Regions from separate parts of the Mus musculus genome. Here regions 2, 3, 4, 5, 6 and 7 are each linked to region 1. The links are chromatin contacts, called in public promoter capture Hi-C maps. All regions are on one chromosome and are shown on one strand. Each heading gives the region's core, a stretch centred on a gene start, on an enhancer-like site or on the middle of the called end of the contact. The rest is flanking DNA. Distances are from core to core; before and after follow the strand shown. Region 1 holds the start of Odf2 (outer dense fiber of sperm tails 2). Region 2 holds the start of Wdr5 (WD repeat domain 5). Region 3 holds the start of Swi5 (SWI5 recombination repair homolog (yeast)). Region 4 holds the start of Med22 (mediator complex subunit 22). Region 5 holds the start of Ciz1 (CDKN1A interacting zinc finger protein 1). Region 6 holds the start of Naif1 (nuclear apoptosis inducing factor 1). Region 7 holds the start of Brd3 (bromodomain containing 3).

Evidence for each region. Promoter capture Hi-C pulls out the DNA fragments that hold promoters and counts their contacts.
Region 2: a promoter capture Hi-C map of liver shows a contact between it and region 1, with 3 times the contacts expected there. The contact joins the promoter of Wdr5 here to the promoter of Odf2 in region 1.
Region 3: a contact with region 1 is called in a promoter capture Hi-C map of pre-B cells, with 5 times the contacts expected there. The contact joins the promoter of Swi5 here to the promoter of Odf2 in region 1. A contact is called at or near these places in 2 of 39 promoter capture datasets (liver and pre-B cells) and 1 of 115 datasets of contacts at active chromatin or transcription factors (embryonic forebrain).
Region 4: a promoter capture Hi-C map of liver shows a contact between it and region 1, with 4 times the contacts expected there. The contact joins the promoter of Med22 here to the promoter of Odf2 in region 1. A contact is called at or near these places in 2 of 39 promoter capture datasets (liver and pre-B cells).
Region 5: a contact with region 1 is called in a promoter capture Hi-C map of liver, with 4 times the contacts expected there. The contact joins the promoter of Ciz1 here to the promoter of Odf2 in region 1. A contact is called at or near these places in 3 of 39 promoter capture datasets (liver, neutrophils and pre-B cells) and 1 of 115 datasets of contacts at active chromatin or transcription factors (embryonic forebrain).
Region 6: a promoter capture Hi-C map of liver shows a contact between it and region 1, with 2.3 times the contacts expected there. The contact joins the promoter of Naif1 here to the promoter of Odf2 in region 1.
Region 7: a promoter capture Hi-C map of liver shows a contact between it and region 1, with 2.5 times the contacts expected there. The contact joins the promoter of Brd3 here to the promoter of Odf2 in region 1.

The regions. Positions count from the first base shown.
Region 1 is chr2:29,888,720-29,891,419 of GRCm38.p6, reverse strand. It overlaps Odf2 (outer dense fiber of sperm tails 2), which reads right to left and starts at 1,430. Exons shown (of 21, transcript NM_001369060.1): 1 at 1,209-1,430; 2 at 418-654. The coding sequence starts at 449.
Region 2 is chr2:27,513,761-27,516,460 of GRCm38.p6, reverse strand. It overlaps Wdr5 (WD repeat domain 5), which reads right to left and starts at 1,314. Exons shown (of 14, transcript NM_080848.2): 1 at 1,181-1,314.
Region 3 is chr2:32,286,744-32,289,443 of GRCm38.p6, reverse strand. Swi5 (SWI5 recombination repair homolog (yeast)) reads left to right here and starts at 1,375. Exons shown (of 5, transcript NM_175190.5): 1 at 1,375-1,558; 2 at 1,799-1,847. It overlaps Golga2 (golgi autoantigen, golgin subfamily a, 2), which reads right to left and starts at 1,118. Exons shown (of 26, transcript NM_001080968.2): 1 at 1,048-1,118. The coding sequence starts at 1,095.
Region 4 is chr2:26,909,289-26,911,988 of GRCm38.p6, reverse strand. Med22 (mediator complex subunit 22) reads left to right here and starts at 1,347. Exons shown (of 4, transcript NM_001033908.1): 1 at 1,347-1,696. The coding sequence starts at 1,574. It overlaps Rpl7a (ribosomal protein L7A), which reads right to left and starts at 1,182. Exons shown (of 8, transcript NM_013721.3): 1 at 1,159-1,182; 2 at 863-983; 3 at 418-567. The coding sequence starts at 1,161. Gm23969 (a small nucleolar RNA gene) reads right to left here and starts at 728; the gene lies at 655-728.
Region 5 is chr2:32,361,765-32,364,464 of GRCm38.p6, reverse strand. It overlaps Ciz1 (CDKN1A interacting zinc finger protein 1), which reads right to left and starts at 1,267. Exons shown (of 17, transcript NM_028412.2): 1 at 1,167-1,267; 2 at 486-660; 3 at 131-246. The coding sequence starts at 655.
Region 6 is chr2:32,449,019-32,451,718 of GRCm38.p6, reverse strand. It overlaps Naif1 (nuclear apoptosis inducing factor 1), which reads right to left and starts at 1,262. Exons shown (of 2, transcript NM_194335.2): 1 at 1-1,262. Slc25a25 (solute carrier family 25 (mitochondrial carrier, phosphate carrier), member 25) reads left to right here and starts at 249. Exons shown (of 10, transcript NM_001164357.1): 1 at 249-652. The coding sequence starts at 395.
Region 7 is chr2:27,474,321-27,477,020 of GRCm38.p6, reverse strand. Brd3 (bromodomain containing 3) reads left to right here and starts at 1,348. Exons shown (of 12, transcript NM_001113573.1): 1 at 1,348-1,444.

The DNA.
Region 1 (2,700 bases), core at 181-2,680:
CACTCGGAAGAAGACTGTTCAAAGTAGAACCTCAAGTTTTCCCCCCTTCTACTTACTTATAATATCTCTGCTCACTTTAACACTAGTTTAGAGGTGCCATGGTGGGAAACGCTTTTAAGCCACCACATGGGACGTGGAGAAAGGAGAATCGGGAATTCAAGCACAACCTTGACTACCTAGTGAGTCTGAAGCCAAGCTGAACTCAAAGCATTAAGAGTGATCTTGTTTGCTACTAGTAAGCTGTAGGCGGGGGAGGGGAGTCTTTACTCCTCCCCTTTCAAAGTCACTTTCAAGTGTTTTGGGTCCAGACTTTCAGTACCTGGGAAACTAAAAAAAAGTTTCCATTGAGCCTGGCCTGGGGAGCCCTGACCACCTTTCCCTGCCCTACTGCAAAGGCGCCCCCCACATTGGCTGTACCTGGGGGAGCCGCCTGAGGATGAGGCAGACATGGTTAAGCATCAAAGCCGCAAAGATGGGCAATTGGGTCGGCAGGCTCTGCTCAGGGGGACCCAGAGGGGCTGGCCAATGAGAATCTCAGGGGCCGGGCATCAAACGTCCTCTCTCTGAGGGGAGGAGGGTGGAAGCTTTGGGGGTGGCAGTTGGATGAAAACTTGGGAGGCGCTCCTCTACTGTCCAAGTCGCACAGCAACTGTCCTGCCAAAGTGGGGAGGGAGGGAGACAGGAGAGGCTGAGCGACCTGCGGGGTGCCGAGTGCGCCGCCAGGAGGCAGGTGGAGGGCGCGGCAGGACAGTGAGGGGCCACGTCACTGAAAGGAGGACAACGACCAGCATGCCCAGACCCCACCCGGGAAGAATAGCGGGCCGACGGCTACTAGGGTTTAAACCTGAGGGCTGCCTGGAGTGCGAAGAAGGTGAGAACTGCTAGGCCCCAAGTGGGCCCCCCAGGGGCGGGAACCCGCACAGGGAGCTGGAGGGATCTTCGGGACAGTGCCTGGGCAACTGTCTCCTAGGTGAAGGGGCGTTCCCGGCAGAATAGCTACCAGGGAGAACCAATAGATGGAAGGGGTGGAGCGGCGGCCTAGGCGGGGCGGCATGGAGAGCCAGACCGCTCCTGGATCACCCACATCCCTGGAGCTGGTCTGGAGGGTCCCCGGAGGCCTGCCCACCCCGAGCGCATGTAACTGCTGCGGCCCAGTCCGCAGAGAGCAGGGGTGGCCTCCGGGGAGGATGGGGCGCACGGCCACCCACCAGCGGGCAAGAGGGGACGGGGTTCTGCCCATAGAAGGGCGCAGCCCTGCCCGAGGACAGCAGAGGAGGGAAAGAGCGCTGCCGATGGCCCGGAGAGGACGGAGGCGGCCGGCCCGCCCGTTAGCGGGAGGAGGAAGGGCCCGCGCCCAACGAGGAGCGGGGCGGGCCGGGTTCGGACGCAGGAAGGAGCGCGCCTAGACTCGGGGACGGTGCCCGGTCGAGCCAGCCCCGGGAGCGCGGGGCTTGAACCCGCGGCACTCTACGCCCTGCCCCGCCGCGTGGCCTCTCACCAAGAGCGGCACGGCTGCGCCCAGAACCGTCTCCTTATGAAGTCGTTGAAGTCGGAGGCCAGGGTCGTGCCATGGAGACGCCGCGGCGGATGCAGTCCGGCTCCCGCGGCGGCTCCTCCCCGCTTCCGCCTCCTTTTCCGACAACCGGTCGGCAGCTCGCCCATTGGCCAGTTCAAACCCCCCCCGGAGCCTCTCGGGTTTCGCCATTTAGGCCCAGCCCCCAGCGTCACAGAGATGCCCCGCCCCACACGGGGACGCTCCGCCCACTTCTGGGTCACGAGGCCTGTCCACCGCCCCGTCGTCAGGGAGACACGCGACGCCTCCCGCGCCAGCCGGCCTGGTCTTGCCCCACCGTTCAGGCCACCGAGTCCCCTCCGCCATTTTGCCCTGGTCCTCCTGAATCCTGAACCCTAACGCGCTCCCCTCGAAACACAGGAGGAAGCTGGACGCAGAGGGCGTCTGTACAAGCGACAGGCTGGGGCTTCTGGAAAGCCATTCCTATGCCTCGGCCGCTCAGTGCAGACAACTTGTGCACACTCCACAAACTGTACCCCTCTCCCACACGCCCCAAACCGAAGGAAGAGGCCGCACTCCCCACGCCCCTGCCGCCCTCCCGCACACCGTACGCCGCTTCTATACGGACCTGCTCTGCTGAGGTTCTCTCTGCTGAGCCGCCATCTTCTCAACTATGCTTCCCTGTTAGCCAATCGTGGGGGACTGTCACGAGGCTCACGTTCCCGCCCTGGATTCTGGGAGACTTTAACAACCTCCGGGCTGGGTAGACCTCATTTCCTTGACACCTTAACTCCAACACAGTAGTTGTGCTCCCACCAGCTCCTCCCTGGAGCGTGAACTACCTTCCCACCTCCACAGCCGGCAGGGCAGTCTTACCATGTCATATTTGTTCGTCAACCCTTGACGGTTCATTTTGTGCGTGCAACCCTGGCTGGCCTGGAACTTGCTGCGTTTGAGCAGAAATCTGCCTATCTCTGCTGCTTGCTGGGGTTATAGGAGTACACCAGCAAGCCGAGCCTTTCTTCTTCTTCTTCTTCTTCTTCTCCTTCTCCTTCTCCTTCTCCTTCTCCTTCTCCTTCTCCTTCTCCTTCTCCTTCTCCTTCTCCTTCTCCTTCTCCTTCTCCTTCTTCTTCCTTCTTCTTCTTCTTCTTCTTCTTCTTCTTCTTCTTCTTCTTCTTCTTCTTCTT
Region 2 (2,700 bases), core at 65-2,564, 2.4 Mb after region 1:
AACAGCAGGTGGATGACCTTGCCAACAAGCACACCACCACCCAGCCCTGCCCATCACATCGTTAATAAGCTGGGTCTTTCAGGAAGACAAATATTAACATCTGAAGACACTAGTTGTAGCACCACCCACTTTAATTCCAGCTCTAAGGATGAAGAGCTCTAAGGATGTGGGCCCCAAACAACCAACCAAAAAACAAAAACAAAAACGGGGAAGAAAGAAAGAAAGAAAGAAAGAAAGAAAGAAAGAATATCAACATTAGCCAATCTGCCTCACAGCATTCAGGAGGCTCAGGAATTCAAAGCAGTTAAATGTGAGGCTAGCATCAACCTGAAACCGGCTCAAAGGAGACCACCACTTTCCAATTCCACAGGGTAGAGTCCAAGACAGAGCACTCAGGAAAGCAGGACTTGGGGAGGGCAGGTCTGGGAGGAAGCTGGGTTAAGCAGGATCCTCAGCAGGTGGTTTGGAGCTGGCCTCCACTGCCCACAAAGGAGGTAGGTAACCGGCAGCCGCAGCCGGGGCTTTACACTAGAGTGAGCCTGACTATGGAAGGGCAGCAGCCATCAGTCTCCCTCCAGTCAAATGTAGACTCCTGGTTTCCACCCTAGTACACAAGTATGGGAAGACAGAATGGTTCAGTCACTCAGGTGAGTGCAGTAGGTAACCCAACAAAGAACTCCAACCCATCCTCTCTGGGCTCCTAGATACCTAGGTACTAGTAGCCTTGGCTTCACACCACTGTGCGCTCAACTGCCCGGCTGTCCCGGACAATGTTCAGAAACCCTTGACCGGTCAGCCCTAGTCAGGTAGAAACTTGCGCTAGGACACAAATGAGGGTTGTGCCCGCAGCACGAGAGGCGCCAAGTGGCCAAGGAAACCTGCGCGACGCTGGCTGGGTGTCCCCGATGAGACAGAGAATTCCACTCCCAGTGACGCCAGTCTGAGGTGTGAGTCTCGAGAAGCTCGCAGGACTAAGGGTCTAGGGGCGTAGCAGGGGCCGCAGTGGAAGTAGCGGGCCGTGGCGGCCACAAGGGGCGGCGGGGTCGGGGCGCGGCCGCAAATGCGGCGTCCGGCCCGGCCCGAGGCCCTCGGAACACGTGCGGCGCTGTGGAGCCCGGAGCCCGAGGGCCCTCGTGGCCGCCGCTCGCCTCGCGCCCGCGGGACCGGGTTTCTCGCTTACCTGCCGGGGCCGCGGCGGCGGGGCCGGGCGCTCTGGCGTCGCGTCGGCTAGCCCTACGCGCGAGAGCAGACGATCTGCTGGACTAGGCGGCAGCGGCGCGGGAGGCGGGAGGGATTGCGCGTGCGCGAGGGGCGGGACAACGGGCGGCGACGAGGGTCAGAAAAACTAGAGGAGGCGGAGCGCCTTAAAGGGGCCGTCTGTGGTTCTCGCTTCCTATTTGACCGCTACTGGTGTTCGGTAACTGCAGACTGGAGCACTCTAGAATTAAAGATGGGTGAGAACGTGCTTAGGTGCCTCTCCTGTTATTCTAGGCTGTGTAGCCAAGCTAACAGTTACAATTTGCCTGTGCTGGCCCGTGCCTGCCCAGGACTGTTGGGAAACCTCTTGGTGCCACTGGTGGATGTCCACGAGGTCCGGAAGTCCGGAGCTCCTGCGGCCTCCCCAGCCTACCGCAAGGCGGGGGGCTTCCTGCCGCTGCAAACCACAGCTCAAATTGAACATACTTGCCTCTCTTCTACAGGGCCATAAGGAGGCTACGCTGTACCACCACCACCACCCCACACAGACACACTCCGAAAAAGGTCTTAGGAGCTACCGCTGCAGGGAGAGATCTACAGTAGTGTCCAGGGAAGGCAGGGCACTACTGTAGAGAAGGAAGCCTGCACGCTGACAAGAGAGGAGCTACCTGACTTAGAAGACAAACAAGAAAGAATGTGGACAGGAAAGGCAAGTGTCCCTAACACAGGGGCTCCAAGTCCTCCAGCTATGCATGCATCTGGAACGATGCAGTTGCACCTGAATGTAGGCTCAGGCAGTTCACATTCCAGGCAGCCACAGCATCCACTACAATCTGGCTCCTGTGTGGCTCTGGAGCTCCATTTTAAAGGCTTTATCTCATTTTCACAAGACAGCCCCTAGCAGGCTGGCCGGCCTGCAGTTAGCAAAGTTTTGACAGCCCTCTTTCCTGTTGGACCACCTCTACTCCTGTCACTAACGGGGAAAACACCCAGAGAGGAGGACACAGGGACAGAAGGAGAACCTGGAGCCAGGTCTGCACCTCTCACTTCACTGTCTAACTCACATGGTCTTAGACTCTTGGAGGTGGCTATGACCTGTGCAGCCTCATCTTCCAGTCTGGGAATATCAAATATAACGCGTGGGGAACCTGTGCAGAGGGAGGGACTAAGCAACTGAAGCTTGAGAATGGAGAGTGTGTGGTTGCCATAGCTACAAGAGTGTGAGAAGACTGACATTGGCCTGGAATCTCCTGCTAAAGGCACAGAAACAGTTCAGACGAATCTGTGTGTCTAACAGACCTATGCCAGGAGCCCTGGATGGAGTGGAGCATGGGATGGTAAGAATAACATCTCCGTATCTGCCTAGCTAACCGGACTGGAAACCAAACCTAATCCTCTGCCACCCACCTCTCAGATAACATTCAAACCTGTCCACCTCCATCCTCATCCCGGCTCTACCTAAGATGTGGCCTTTTCAAAATTCCAGCCAAAGGAATTGCTGAA
Region 3 (2,700 bases), core at 126-2,625, 2.4 Mb before region 1:
GGCCCTTGTATATACTAAACAAACACCCTAACAACTCAGCTCCACTCCTAACTCCACTGGGGCCGTTTTAGCAACACATACTAAAGGTACACCGCAGTACTTCCTAAACCTGCTTCCTAAGTTTACAACATGACAGAAGGGCAGAAACCGTGAAGCCACGGCTTTAGTGAACATGGGAACAGAAAGGGCACAGCCCTTGTCATCGCAGAGAGAAGTCTCTACAAATCTATGAAAATGCCAAACCAGACTTTTATGGTTTTTTTCTCTCAAAAGAAGCATGGGAAAGTGATGTTTCCCGTGAGATGCCTCACCCGCATCCCGTGCTTCTCACCACCCCAGTTGGAAAAGACATTCTGGCTGAATTTTAAGTTAAGTTCAGTTCCCCAAGACACTGATCAACACTATAACATGCGTTTTGCTCCAGAGAGATTACAGTCTCTCTAGAGAGCAGACAACCAAATCCAAACCAAACCAATCCATGTCAGCAAGGGGTGCTGACAGTGTTGTGCTCACACTAATGCTAAGTTAAGGGAATGCGGGCGCCTACAGCGTCTCCGCACTAGATTCCACACTTGGGCTCCCTTCCAGGTGGAAATGGGTTCTCCACCAGAGAAACGGGAAAAGGGGCAACAACATTAGGTGAGCAGGTGGAGCAATCCAAACCAGACTCGGAGTAGTAATGACAGTTTCGAGGGGGGACTGTGACGTAACTACATTCCACTCCATACTACCAACGCCCGAGTCGCCTACAGGGCCAGGACCGAGGACCTTGGAGACAGGTGCCCTGGGAGGTCTGGATTGGAGCGTCCGGAGCCGGGGGCTAAGAGACCCTGTGTCACTGACCAAAGTCACCTAGGGGCGACTGAGAGGGCGGGGGCTGGGTTGCTGAGGGGGCGGGGCTGGCTGAGAAGACTTCACTGGGGGAGCCCAGGGCGCTGAGGGGTTCTTCTACCCGTGTGTCTCGGGAAAGACTCGGACTCTGGTCATGGGTCCTGCCGTTGGAGGAGCTCGGGTGGGGTCAAGGGGCCGCGACCCGGAGCGCTTTACCTTTTTCTTGGCCGCAGCCAATTTGCTCTGCCTGGTTTCTTCCGACATCCCGGGGCGGGGAGGGGGGAAGCGGGGGGGCCACATCACCACGATCCCGGCAGCCACCGCGAAACTGCTTCCGGAAGCTACGGCTTCTCTACAAGGGCCAGAGAAGGCGGGTGCAGAGCGCCCCTTGGACGCTCGGAAACCCAGCGTGACCTACCTTCTCCAAGCCCATTGGCTGATGAGAACGATGAACGACAGGGAGGCGTGGCCACGCGGTCGCGAGGCCTGAGCGACGGGTGGAGTTAACGACGAGAGCTGCGCGCGCAGCCATGACCCCTCACAGCGGCCTATGGGAAGCAGGGGCGGAACCGCTTTAACTTGGTGCGTGCGCAGCCTGACGTGGGGCGGTTGGTGGTCTCCGTCGTCGGTTTCTAGTTCCCTGAAGCAGCCGTTTAACCCCAACCCTGGACCCTTCCGAGTTTAAGCCCACCCCACTCCGGGTGCCCCGGACCTTAGGGTTCAGGAGGTGGGTGAGGAGCGCGCCGCGCTTCGTTTTCCAGCCCTTGCCCGACCCCTCACGCCTCCTCACCAGGCCTCTCCGTAACCCGTTCTCCACACTTTCCCCTTCCCACGATGCGCACCCCGACCCCAAAGACCCCCACCCCATCCCAGTAGCTGGGTCCCGACCCAACCTCTTGCAGCTGCGGCTCCCGCGCCCCCTCGGTAACCCCATCCTCATCAGCCTTTTTCTCGGGTTCCTCCCCAGGGGTGAGTCAGAATTCAGCCGACTTTACCATGGCGGCTACCGATCACCGGTGAGTATATCAGCCCCACCCCTCTGCATCCCAGCACCCGCCGGTCGCCTCCAAGCTTAGCCCTTTCCTAATTCCACTCCTTCTCTTTCCTTTCTCAGACATGGGTTCCTCCCCTCCCAGTCCTACCTGCCCGATGCCTACGCTTCTCCAACCGCTCTTGCTCGTTGCTTTGTCCCCTCACCCAGCCTGCCACCAGTCCCTGCATGGTTCCCCAGTCAAGAAATATGTGCATCTTTATGCTGACCACTCCCAATGCCACCCCCAAAACTCAAAGTTATTCATTTCTCATCCTCAAAAGATGAATTTTTAAAGTACTCTTTTAGATGATTCGCTTCTTTTTAGTAATTTCTTTTTTTTTTATACCCCTTCCCTTTGAGACAGTTGTCAATACCAAAGATTAGAGGAGAAAGACCCAAATCATAGTGGCCAACTCAAAGCAAACAGTTGGTTAAAGCAAACATTTTAATTCGTGTAAACGGGTCCCTAAGGCGGAGCTCGAAAAGTCAGCCTCGGATTGAGGACGACAAGGCTTTTTAGAGTTCAGGGGTAGGGGGTTTCTAAATGGGGACTTGGTGGGGTTACAGAGGCAGAACATAAGCATACCCGTTAGTCCAAATGACCTCCTCAAAGACATGATTGCAAGATGGGCAGAACAAGGTCTTCCTTTTGAAACAAAGGTGGGGTTGCAAGATGGTTATAAACAACTTTTTGGAACAAAGACAAGACTGCCATCCCTGTAACAGGCCATGCAGAACCATTTGAAGTTAAGGTTTTAGGTGGGGCATAGCCCAATTCCTTGAGAAGCAGGTTTAATCATAAAGAGGATTGAGTGTATTTTGTACTTAATAAGATG
Region 4 (2,700 bases), core at 98-2,597, 3.0 Mb after region 1:
CTGAATCCCTTTAAAGGCGCTGGGGCTATTACTTGGCCAGCAATCTCACGCCCAGGCCCAATTCTAACCTGTCACTTAACCTGGCATTGAAAAGTTGTGTCTGACCTCCTAGCCCTGAATGGCTGTGGCTCATGCCATTAATACCAGCACTCATGAAACAGGCAGCAATGCTGAGCTCCACAACTAGAGACCCTGATCCCCCAACAAAACCACCCTATTGTGGTACACTGATGAGACGGCAGGAGGTCAACACGGGGATCCTTCCTCAACTGCTTCCTCACCAAATCCCGCCCATTCCAGGTGGAGGGACTGGGGACCCCCTTCCACCTCTCTCTTCATAGCTGTATTAGTGTGGCCATGCACTGCAGTAAGGGCAAACTCGGGGCCAGTTTCTGGCTCTGGGGCCCGGAACCTCACCTGTCTGCCTGTCCAGGGCCTGGGTGAACTGGTTAATGGCAGGAGGGACTTTGAGCCGCTTGTAGAGGATAGCTCTTTGCCGCTGCAGTCTGATGTAGCGGGGCCATTTGACGAAGCGCGTTAAATCTCTTTTGGGCTGGATGTCCTGTCCTGGGAAGTTAAGAGGGACACTGTGACCGAGGCCTCTCCTCGGGCCGGCCTGCAGCCGAGGCAGTACCCAGGGCAGGAGGGCGTCGGTGCATCAGCGATCTTGGTGGTTCTAGTGTCATCACCACTCATCTGATAGCAAATATTCTGTCACATCATCTGCACACGACCACCATTCCCCTTCTCACACCAGCCGAGCATGCGCAGTGGCGGCTGCTCGGGACGGTGCCCGGCTCTCATTCAGTCCATTGCCCGTCAAGGCGCCTTGCCCTTGTGACACGCCGACGCCACTCCTTACCAATGCCGAAGTTCTTGGGCCTCTTCTCGAACAGAGGGTTGACCACCTTCTTGGCCTCCTGCTTCTTGACGACGGCGGGGGCCGGGGCCACCTTCTTCCCCTTGGCCTTCTTCCCTTTGGGCTGTACGGAAGAGAGAAACCCGTGCCATCGGGCAGCGGAGTCATTGCCTGTGAGTCGGTCGCTGTGGCTCCCTTTCCGCGAGGGACCCCGAGGAGACAGGGACGGCGGAGAACGCCGCTGACGGGCGACGGGCGGCGGATGGAGGCGGATAGCGCGGGGGCCCAGAGACACTCACCATCTTGCTCGGCTGCTGGAGAAAGAAAGAAGAGGGAATTGTGGGGGATAAGTAAGTGGCCGCAGATATCGCGAGAGCAGGCGCCCTCGCGGGATTTCGGATTTAAAGCGACAAGGACCCACTTCGGACTCTGACAGAGGGGCGGAGCCTGAGCGGGGGCGTGTCGGGCCGCGGCTGCGCGTTCGTCCAGGCGGGCGGGCCCTGGCACCGGACCGCAGGCTCCGAGAGGCGGCGGGAGGCGCCAGGAGTGAACGGAAGCCGCGGGAAGGAGCGTGCGGGTGCTTTGTTCCCTCGCCGTAAGGGCCTGCTGCCGGGCGTGTGTTCGTGGACGGAGCTGTTGTATCGGAAATCCCGGTCCCCAGCCCTCAGTACTCGGTTCGGGCCGGACCAGACTGGTTCTCGTCCAGGGCCCGCCATGGCCCAGCAGAGAGCCCTTCCCCAGAGCAAGGAGACGCTGCTGCAGTCATACAACAAGCGGCTCAAAGACGACATCAAGTCCATCATGGACAACTTCACCGAGATCATCAAGACCGCCAAGGTGTGTGGTAGCTGTTCCGAAGCCATTGGAGAAGGCTGGGACTGGTTTTCCCTGGGGCCTGGGTACAGGGGTGAGGAAAGCAGAGGGAATGTGACTCACCTGACCGGTGCGGGTAGGAGTGAAGAGGCGTTAAAAGTAATGGGACAGCAGATAAATAGAAGAGCCAAATAGTGACAAGCACAGAGCAGAGAGGAGAACTCTGGCCCGTTTGCCAGGGCTCTACGTTAGTTACTGAGCACTAGCCACCTGGGCTGAGGTTTACCCTTGCCATAGATTCTTGTGATGACTGGTGAGTTTAACCCTTAAACACCACAACCCTCATGTTGTGGTGACCTCCAGCCATAAAATTATTTTTGTTGCAACTACAGAACTGTTGTTACCCTTTGAGTCGTAAATGCCAGTGTTTTCCGATGGTCTTAGGCAGCCCCTGTGAAAGGCAATCCACAGGTTGAGAAATGCTGTTCTATTTAAATAATTTCTGAGAAGCCTCAAGCCCACTGAGGTCTGTGTTAGGCTCCAGCTGGTCCACCTGTAAGCTTAAACTCAGAGATCAGAAAGTTTGTCTTTTTAATCCTTTATTGAACATCTTTTCTTTCTTTTTAAGATTTATTTATTTAAGGACTGGAGAAATGGCTCAGTTAAGAGTACTGACTGCCCTTCTAGAGGTCCTGAGCTCAATTCCCAACAACCACATGGTGGCTCACAACCATCTGTAATGAGATCTGATGCCCTCTTCTGGTGTGTCTGAAGACAGCAACAGTGAACTCATATACATTAAATAAGTCAATGTCTTTTTAAAAGATTGATTTATTTAATGTATATGAGGACTCTATTTGCATCTATACCTGCAAGACAGAAGAGAACATCAGACAGAAGAGGGAGGGCATCAGATCCTATGGCAGCTGGTTGTGACCCACCTTGTGGTTGCTGGGAATCGAACTGAATGTACCATCTCTCTAGCCCTTTATTTCTTATAAACTGTCACAAAGACTGGGCAGTGTCCT
Region 5 (2,700 bases), core at 18-2,517, 2.5 Mb before region 1:
AGTAGCCTGTGGACTTCATCTCCTGGGAGCCTGGTATCTTCATCTATAAGGATGCTGTTAGGGCCGCTGTGAGTGTTGGTAAGAATGAATGGGTTAGGAAGAAGCTGAGGGCCACGGGGAACTGCCATACCTTGCAACTGCTGTAGGAGCAAAGCTCTTTGCAGCATGGGGCCATTGAGCAGGGAGGTCGAGTGGAGGCCCTGGAGACTCAGAAGCTGTTGCGGGGATGACTGCTGGGGGAGGCCCCTGTGTGATGGGAGTAGGGTGTCAGAGGGGTCCTGGGAAAGCCATCTACCCGGAGGTCTCTCACCTCCATTCTCTCCATCTCAATGGCAGATGGAGGATCCCCTCCAAGGTAGAAACTGATGACATTTAATACTCAAACAAGGATGCCCCTGGGGAAAAAATAACTACTGGGAGCCAGGCTCCAAAATGTGGGTCTGAGCCGTCAGACCTCAGACTGCTCCTGGAAGTGGAAAACTCACCGGCTGACAGGAATGGACAAGGAGGCCTGTGGTGGGGACTGTTGCAGCAGCTGTTGGAGCTGCAGTATCTGCTGTTGCTGCTGCTGGAGCTGCTGCTGCTGGAGCTGCTGCTGCAACTGTTGCTGCTGCTGCTGCAACTGTTGCTGCTGCTGGAGTTGCGGGTTGAACATGGTGGCTGAAGGGGGTATGGTGGGTAGGGTCAGATCACCACTTTGGGATGATCCAGCTTCTCTCCCCTCCCAAAACACCCACCCCAGCATAACGCCTGCTAAGCTTCACCGCTACACAGTCCCACCCACGCCAAGAGCACGCTGCATTTATACCCGGGGCTTCGGGGCTTCCAGTTCTTCCGGTCAGCTGCCAGAACAGGATACACACACAGACACGCCTTCAGTTCTTTATCTTCCCTCCCATCTCTTCAACTCTGGCGGTCCAACCTTCTAATCGGAGCACACCTTTCCACTCCCATCTCCTGCCTGTCAGTCACTCTACACTTCCTGGTGCTTCCCGTGCACACTTCCCTGTTTTGGATTCCGCTGTCCTCTCCCTAAATTGTGTCACTTAAATCCATGAACCCTGGATGGGAAACGCTTCCGTCCGCCGCAGCACACCCCCACCCCGCTCCGTTGTCCCTCATCCCTCCACTCCCTTCCCTCGCAGATATAGCCAACGCCACTTAACTAATCCTGTGGCCTCGCCTGTCCACAAAGCCCGTAGGCTCTCTGCAAGTAGCCGCTATCCCTGCGGTCCACCCTTCCCGGGGTGCCCAACCCTCCTCCACTGTCGCTTCCGGGGCGGGCACCACACTGGCTCCCCCTCACCTCCCGGCAATCCACGAAAACCGAAACCGTGAAAGCCACGAGCTGACTCGTAAGGCGGGCTCCGGAGCTCCCGGGCTGCTCGGGACGGTGACCGGACCGGGACACTCCGAAGGCCCAGCGGCTGGCCACTCCCGCGCAGAGCGCCCTCTGGAGGTGCGGAGGCCTCAGCGCGGACGCCGCGGCGGGCGAACAAGCCTCGCGCGCAGGTCACGTCGCGGGGACCGCGACCAATCTGCAATCGCTAGAGCCGCGGTGGCTCCCAGGTGCTATGAGGCGCCGGGCAGCGTAGGCTCCTGTCCCCAGATCCCAGCATCGGGAAGGGGCGATTCTGAGTTCCCACGGCCGTCTGTTTATCTGGCAGGGGCAAAGGGGACCGACAGTCGGTCAGATCCCAACTGACCTCCCCAATGCCACCACTGTCCCCAGATCCCGAGCCCGCGTGGGGCTGGGACAAGAGCAAGCGGGCGCGCGTATGTGTGGTGAATTCAGCTTTAAAAAAATAGTTTTGTTTTTTACATTTTTTTAAAAAAGATTTAGTTTATGTGTATGAGTGTTTTGAACGTATGTGTATCTGTATATCGTGTATATCTTGTACATCCTGGAACTAGAGTTAGAAACATTTGTGAATTGTCTTGTGAGTGCTAGGAATCGAACCCAGCTCCTCTGCAAGAACAAGTGCTCTTAACCACTGAGCTATCTCTCCTCATCCCCGTTTTTTGTTTTTTTGTTTTTGTTTTTTTTTGTTTTTTGTTTTTTTTTGGTTTTTTTTTTTTTTGGTTTTTTTTTTTTTTTTTTTGGTTTTTGGTTTTTTGAGGCAGGGTTTCTCTGTATAGCCCTGGCTGTCCTGGCACTCACTTTGTAGACCAGGCTGGCCTCGAACTCAGAAATCCGTCTGCCTCTGCCTCCCGAGTGCTGGGATTAAAGGCGTGCGCCACCACGCCCGCCTCTCACCCCCGTCTTTTAAATATGTATTCTTATTTCAGGTGTATGAATGTTTTGCCTGCATGTATGTGTGTGTACTTTGTATGTGCCTAGTGCTTGCAGAGGTCTAAAGAGGGCATCTGATCCCCTAGGAAGAAGTTTGTGGATGGTTGTGAGCCACCTGTGGGAGTGCTGGGAGCTGAACCTGGGTCCTTTGGAAGAAGAACAAACGTTAACCACTTAACAAGTTCCCAAGCCTCTGATTTCCTTTTCCGTTTCATTGTGTTGTGTAGCAATGGCTACATATGGAAACTCACTATAGACCAGACTGGCCTCGAATTCACAGAAACCCGCTGGCTTCTGCCACCACGTCTGACACAGTTACTTTCTTTAATGGCTCTTACCTGCCCCTAAAAAGGTCCTGCCACTGCGGACACCCCTTAGCCCCACTGGTCTTGGCAATTCTTTTATCT
Region 6 (2,700 bases), core at 13-2,512, 2.6 Mb before region 1:
TTACACAACGCTCCTCTCAGCCTCATCATTCCGCAGTCTAAATAGAGCTTCTGAATGGGAATTGGACACAAGGCTTTCTGCTTGCCTATTACCCAGCTTCAGCCAATCCCCGGCTCCCTCAGTTTGAATCGCCTTCGAGCTGGCACGGTGACTCCGCCCCCTCATTGATCCCGGAGCCGACATACCGGCCTATGATTGGTCGGCAGTGCGCCAGAGGGCGCGGTCAGCGCCTCTGCGCGCCGCGGGGCGGGGCTCCCGGAAGCGGCCCCTCCCTCCAGTCGGCCGGCTTCTCGGAGCCCGCGCTCGCTGTCTGAGGAAAGCCGGCGTGCTTCCGCGCTCGGGTCGCTCTCCTGCCGCCTTCAGCCCGGCGTCCGGCGCCCCCGCCTCGCGCCCGATGGTGAGCAGTGTGTTGTGCCGCTGCGTGGCCTCCCCGCCGCCGGACGCCGCCGCCACCGCCTCGTCGTCCGCCTCGTCGCCGGCTTCTGTAGGGGACCCGTGCGGCGGCGCCGTCTGTGGCGGCCCGGACCACCAGCTACGCCTGTGGAGCCTCTTCCAGACACTCGACGTCAACCGCGACGGCGGCCTGTGTGTCAACGACCTGGCGGTGGGGCTGCGGCGCCTGGGACTGCACCGCACGGAGGGCGAGCTCCGGGTAAGTCTGCGTGCGCCGTCCGCGCGGGCGGGGAGGATCCGGGAGGTCTTGAGGAGAGAGACCGACGCCAAGGGGACGGGTCGGGACCGCAGGACTTCTCGGGCTGCTTTCTGTAGCCTGTCAGGTTTCGACGGACGCTGCTAGAGCTGAGCGGAACCCCTGGTGTTGGGGGGGATAGTGTCCCTCCACTGACAGATGGAAAGGAAATTCACACCTTGTTAGTGTGGGGCTCCTCAGGTGGGAGATGGGGCCGTGAGAAAAGCTCGTCGTGGCTACAGATGGGCACCCTTGGGTCTCTTTGATGGACAGAAAGCCCCCTCTACTTCCCTCTAGATAGAAGGACAGATAGATCTCAAGATTGCCCTACGGACCTCAAGGCCAAGTTGGTGCCCATCCTCCCTCAACACCTAGGTTCCTATCCACCCATTCTCATTGGCACCCCTTGTCTGTCTGTCTGTCTCTCGCTCGCTCGCTCTTCTCCCCCCACTCTCGTTTCCATGCCACCGGTGCCTCTAATCTGGTTGCTCACAGAGACATGTGGGTGTTGGGGAAGAAAAAAATGGGAACTGGGGTTCTAGGCAGATCAGTGTGGATGTGGGTGATGAAGACTGAACAGTTCTTTCTCATGGCTTAGACCCAGCCCCCCACTGCTGTTTCAGAACACTGGGTCATGATCCCTTTGTCGAATTGGAGTGCGAATATGTTAAAGAATCTGAAGAAAGATTCTTTTTTTGTTTGTTCGGTTGGTTTTGGGGATTTTTTTTTTCTAGACAGTGTTTCTCAATGTAGTCCTGGCTGCCCTGGAACGCCCTCTGTAGACCAGGCTGGCCTCGGAATCAGAGATCCACCTGCCTCTGCCTCCTGAGTGCGCCGGGATTAAAGGCCTTTGCCACCATCGCTCAATTGGAACTTTTTTCAAAAAATGAAAGTTAGATACATCTAAGGATATTTGTTGGCTGGAAAGGGATGGGCCAAGACTGGGAGACAGGGGTGGAGAAATGGCCATTTCTGGGTCTGCAAGAAACAGAACTACTATCCTTCCTGCACAAGAAGCCCTGAGCAGTGGCTTTTTCTTCCCTTTCTGTTTCATGTTGGTTTTTCAGTTTGACTTTAACTGTGGCTTCCCTTTACCAAGTGTTTCATTATTGTGGCATAGACTGGCTTACAATCTGGGGTGATTCTAATGAGCAGTTTGCCTGATAACCAGTTTGTGGCCAAAATTAGTATTTGGTTCATTTGTATGTACAGTAATTACGAATTTCATAGCCAAATATGAAGAAAACCTGGTAAGGTGGCAGTGAATTATGCCAGTTTGTTACTTAGGTGGCCACATAAAGTGTCATGTCCAAGATAATCTTGGATCAACATCCAAGGTATTTAACCTACTTAGTATCAGCATAGGAAGCCCAAGGACAGCACCGAGCAAAGCAGAATCCTTGGGGTAAGCCCAGAGATTTAAAGATAAGGTTTCTCTCTGTAGCCAGGCTGGCCTTGGACTCACAATTCTCTTAGCTTAAAAACAAAACCAAAAAAATCCTTTTTTAAAAAAGCTAGTTTTAGTTGGGTGGTGGTGACAGTGGACTTTAATCTCAGTACCCAAGAGGCAGAAGCAGGTGGATCTCTGAAAGTTCGAGCTCAGCCTGGTCTACATGTCTACACAGAGAAACCCTGTCTCAAAACACCAAAAAAAAAAGAGAGAGAGAGAGAGAGAAAGAAAAAAGAAAGAAAGAAAAAGAGGAGGAGGGGGAGAGAAAGAGAGAAAAGAAAGTATAGTTTAATACAGAATAGTGTTATGAGCTGGATATTTCCCCATATATGTCTAATGAATAAGTCATTTTTTTCTGTCTGGTTTTATTTATTTATTTATTTATCCCCCCCCCCCCCCCCCCGCATCCCTCCCCTCAGACGGGGTTTCTCTGTGTAGCCCTGGCTGTCCTGGAACTCACTCTGTAGAACAGGCTGGCCTCAAACTCAGAAATCCACCTGCCTCTGCCTCCCAAGTGCTGGGATAAAAGACGTGCGCCACCACAGATATTTTTTTGTTTTTT
Region 7 (2,700 bases), core at 99-2,598, 2.4 Mb after region 1:
TGCGACTAAACAGCAGGGCTTCCTTGCAGTGGCCACCTCGCCCCAGGGTGTGAGAAGCACCCATGCTGTAGACCAAAGAGGAGACAAGAAGAGCCTGGAGAGGCTCCAGCTTGTCCTCAAATCTCTTCCAAGGACCCTGGGCTTGGAGCTTGGGACCTCTGAGACCAAGGATGTCACTTTGCCTTCTTGAGCCTTTTTCATTTTCAGGTACAGAACATATTCGTTGTGTATGTGTGTGTATGTGTGTGTGTACGTGTGTGTGTGTGTGTGTGTGTGTGTGTGTGTCTGGTATTTAATACCATAACCACCTGTGCATTTCTTGCATGCAGCAAAGTGCCCGCTCAGCCAGAAATAAACTCAGTGACACCAGGATCTTGGAATAGGTCCAGCTCACAGCAGAATTGGAACCCTGCATTGGCAGGCAGGTTCAGCGGGCACTGATGGAAAAACTTGTTTTGTTTGTAACGTTTTTGTTGGGGTCTATCACACACCCACCTTAAATTACAACTGGATAAAAACTGACTAACGTAGGCACCATTGTAATTTTCACCAAAACCAAGATCTGAAGTGTGACCCCGTCCTAACCCTTTCAAAACGCAGAAAAAGGGCGGGACTTAATCTCATTCCTGTCTTTCCATAGGCACATGGGGACACACTGAGACTCCAGAGAGGGAAAGTTGGCTGGCACAGCCTGAAGCATCCCTTACTGGTGTCTAGCTTTGGAGAATCCGCCTTTTTCCGGCACCACCAGCCAGGTCTCTTACGGAGTCCCCAGGTCTTCAACCCGCCCCAGGATTTTGGGGCGGGATTGATCGCGACTCCTCCCTGGCAAGGACCGCCCTGCGCGCGCCCTCGCCAGGCTAATTAGGCGCGCGGTTTGTTTACAAACATGGGCTGGGGCCGGTGCGCGCCTCCCTGCTTGTGAGCATTCGGGGTTTGAGGGAGGCCTCGGGGTACCCGGGTAGTGACCCCAGGGTGCTAACTGCGTTCCCGCCTTTCCCACGTTTTCCTAGGCTTCTGGAAATCCGCCCACCAGTTCTTATTCCCTGCGTGTGGCTGAGAACGCTAAAGTGAAGGCGCGCGGGCGGGCCAAGGTTCCAGCGTCGCCTCGGGTCCTGGCGGGCAACCTCCCAGCCCCGCCCCCACGCGCCCCTAGGCCGGGCCCGCTGGCGGCCAGGGCGGCCGGGCGGGCGGCCGGGGGCGCGCGGGGCGGGGCACGGCGTGGCGCCGGCGGGGCCGGGACATGTAGTCCGTGCGCCTCGGCCTCCCCTGGGCGGCCCTGGCGCGAGCCCGGGCGCGGACTACGACTCCCGCCAGGCGCCGCGGCGTAGCGCATGAGCCCTGTACAGCTCCGGCGCGTCTATTATGCTGCCGGGGCCGGCGAGCCAAAGAGGAGCCGGCCGCGCGGGCCGGGAGCAGACGGCGCTGGAGCCGCCTAGGCCAAGTACGCCTTTTTCTCGTTTCCTTGTACACTCTGGGCGGCGGCGGCGGTGGCGGTGGCGGCGGCGGACTTGGCTGAGAGAACACGGCCCGGAACGCATGGTGCAGGCCTCCCGCGCGTCTCGAAGCCCGGAGCCCGGGGCCGCCGCCTTTGTGCGCGGCCGCGATGCAACAAAGCGGGGCGGCCGCCTGCCCGGGGTCGCAGCGACTGCGCGGGCTCCGCTGCCCTCCGCCTTGCGCTGTGCGCCCGCGGCTTGCCGGTCGCCTCGGGCCGGACTGGGAGGCGTCGCCTTGGTCGGAGCGCCCAGCCTGGACTTGGCACAGCCCGCGCTCTCTGCGCCAGCCCTCCCTCACGGAAGGGATTTTTTTTTCCTTTCCCCTTTTCCTCTGCCCGCCATCTTCCGAAGGGGACTGCCTGGAGGATGCGCGGCGCGGGAAGGTGCGCGCGGTGTGCCCAGGGTCGCTCCGGCGCCACTTAGGGCGGATCGTCGCAGGGCAGGCCAGGCTGGGCCTGGACACCGCTGGAGCCTTGCAAGTGGGGCAGCCGCGGCGTGGCTTGGGGGGCGGCGGCTGCATTTGCAGAGTTATGGCCCGGGAGACGACTTTGCGCGCTTACGAGTTACTGGATTATTGCAGCCAGGCCAGGAGGAAACCCAGTTCATGTTTTGAAATCAGCCTAAACGAGTACTTAATCCGGGCGAGGTCGATTCGGATTGAGGTGGAAGGGGTGGGGTGCACGTCTTTTTCTTACTTCGTGTATAACACGCAAGCTAGTTGGGTGAGGAATGCGCACCCCAAAGCCTCTCGTATGTAAGGTTCTTGAGGATTCCCGGTGAAAAATCCTGGCGGCTTGGGGAAGTTCTCTCCACCAGTTGCTGCGACGGGGGCAGGGCTAACGAGGAAGCCATAAACAGTCTTCTTGCCCTGGGGCGGCGGGGGGGGGGCGGTAAGGAGCGGGAAGGGGGCTCACTGGGAGCCGGGGCATACCTTTTGTGAGTTCATACTTTAGGGCTCAATTTTAAGGCTCTGCCCTTTGCAATTTTGATTAAGAGCTTTCTGCCAGAAATAAGTGCACAGCTGTTGTTTCTCTACCTTAAACTTCTTAACTGTATAAGTTTGTGTCTCTGAGGTCATTCTTGTGTTCTTCAGTGGCTAACATGGGACTGGGTGCAGGAAGAGAAATGAGTGAAGGAATTGAAGGGCTCAGGTCCTGTCCCCCTTAACCCATGAGGACAAGCTGGTTGTTGTGTCGTCCATCCC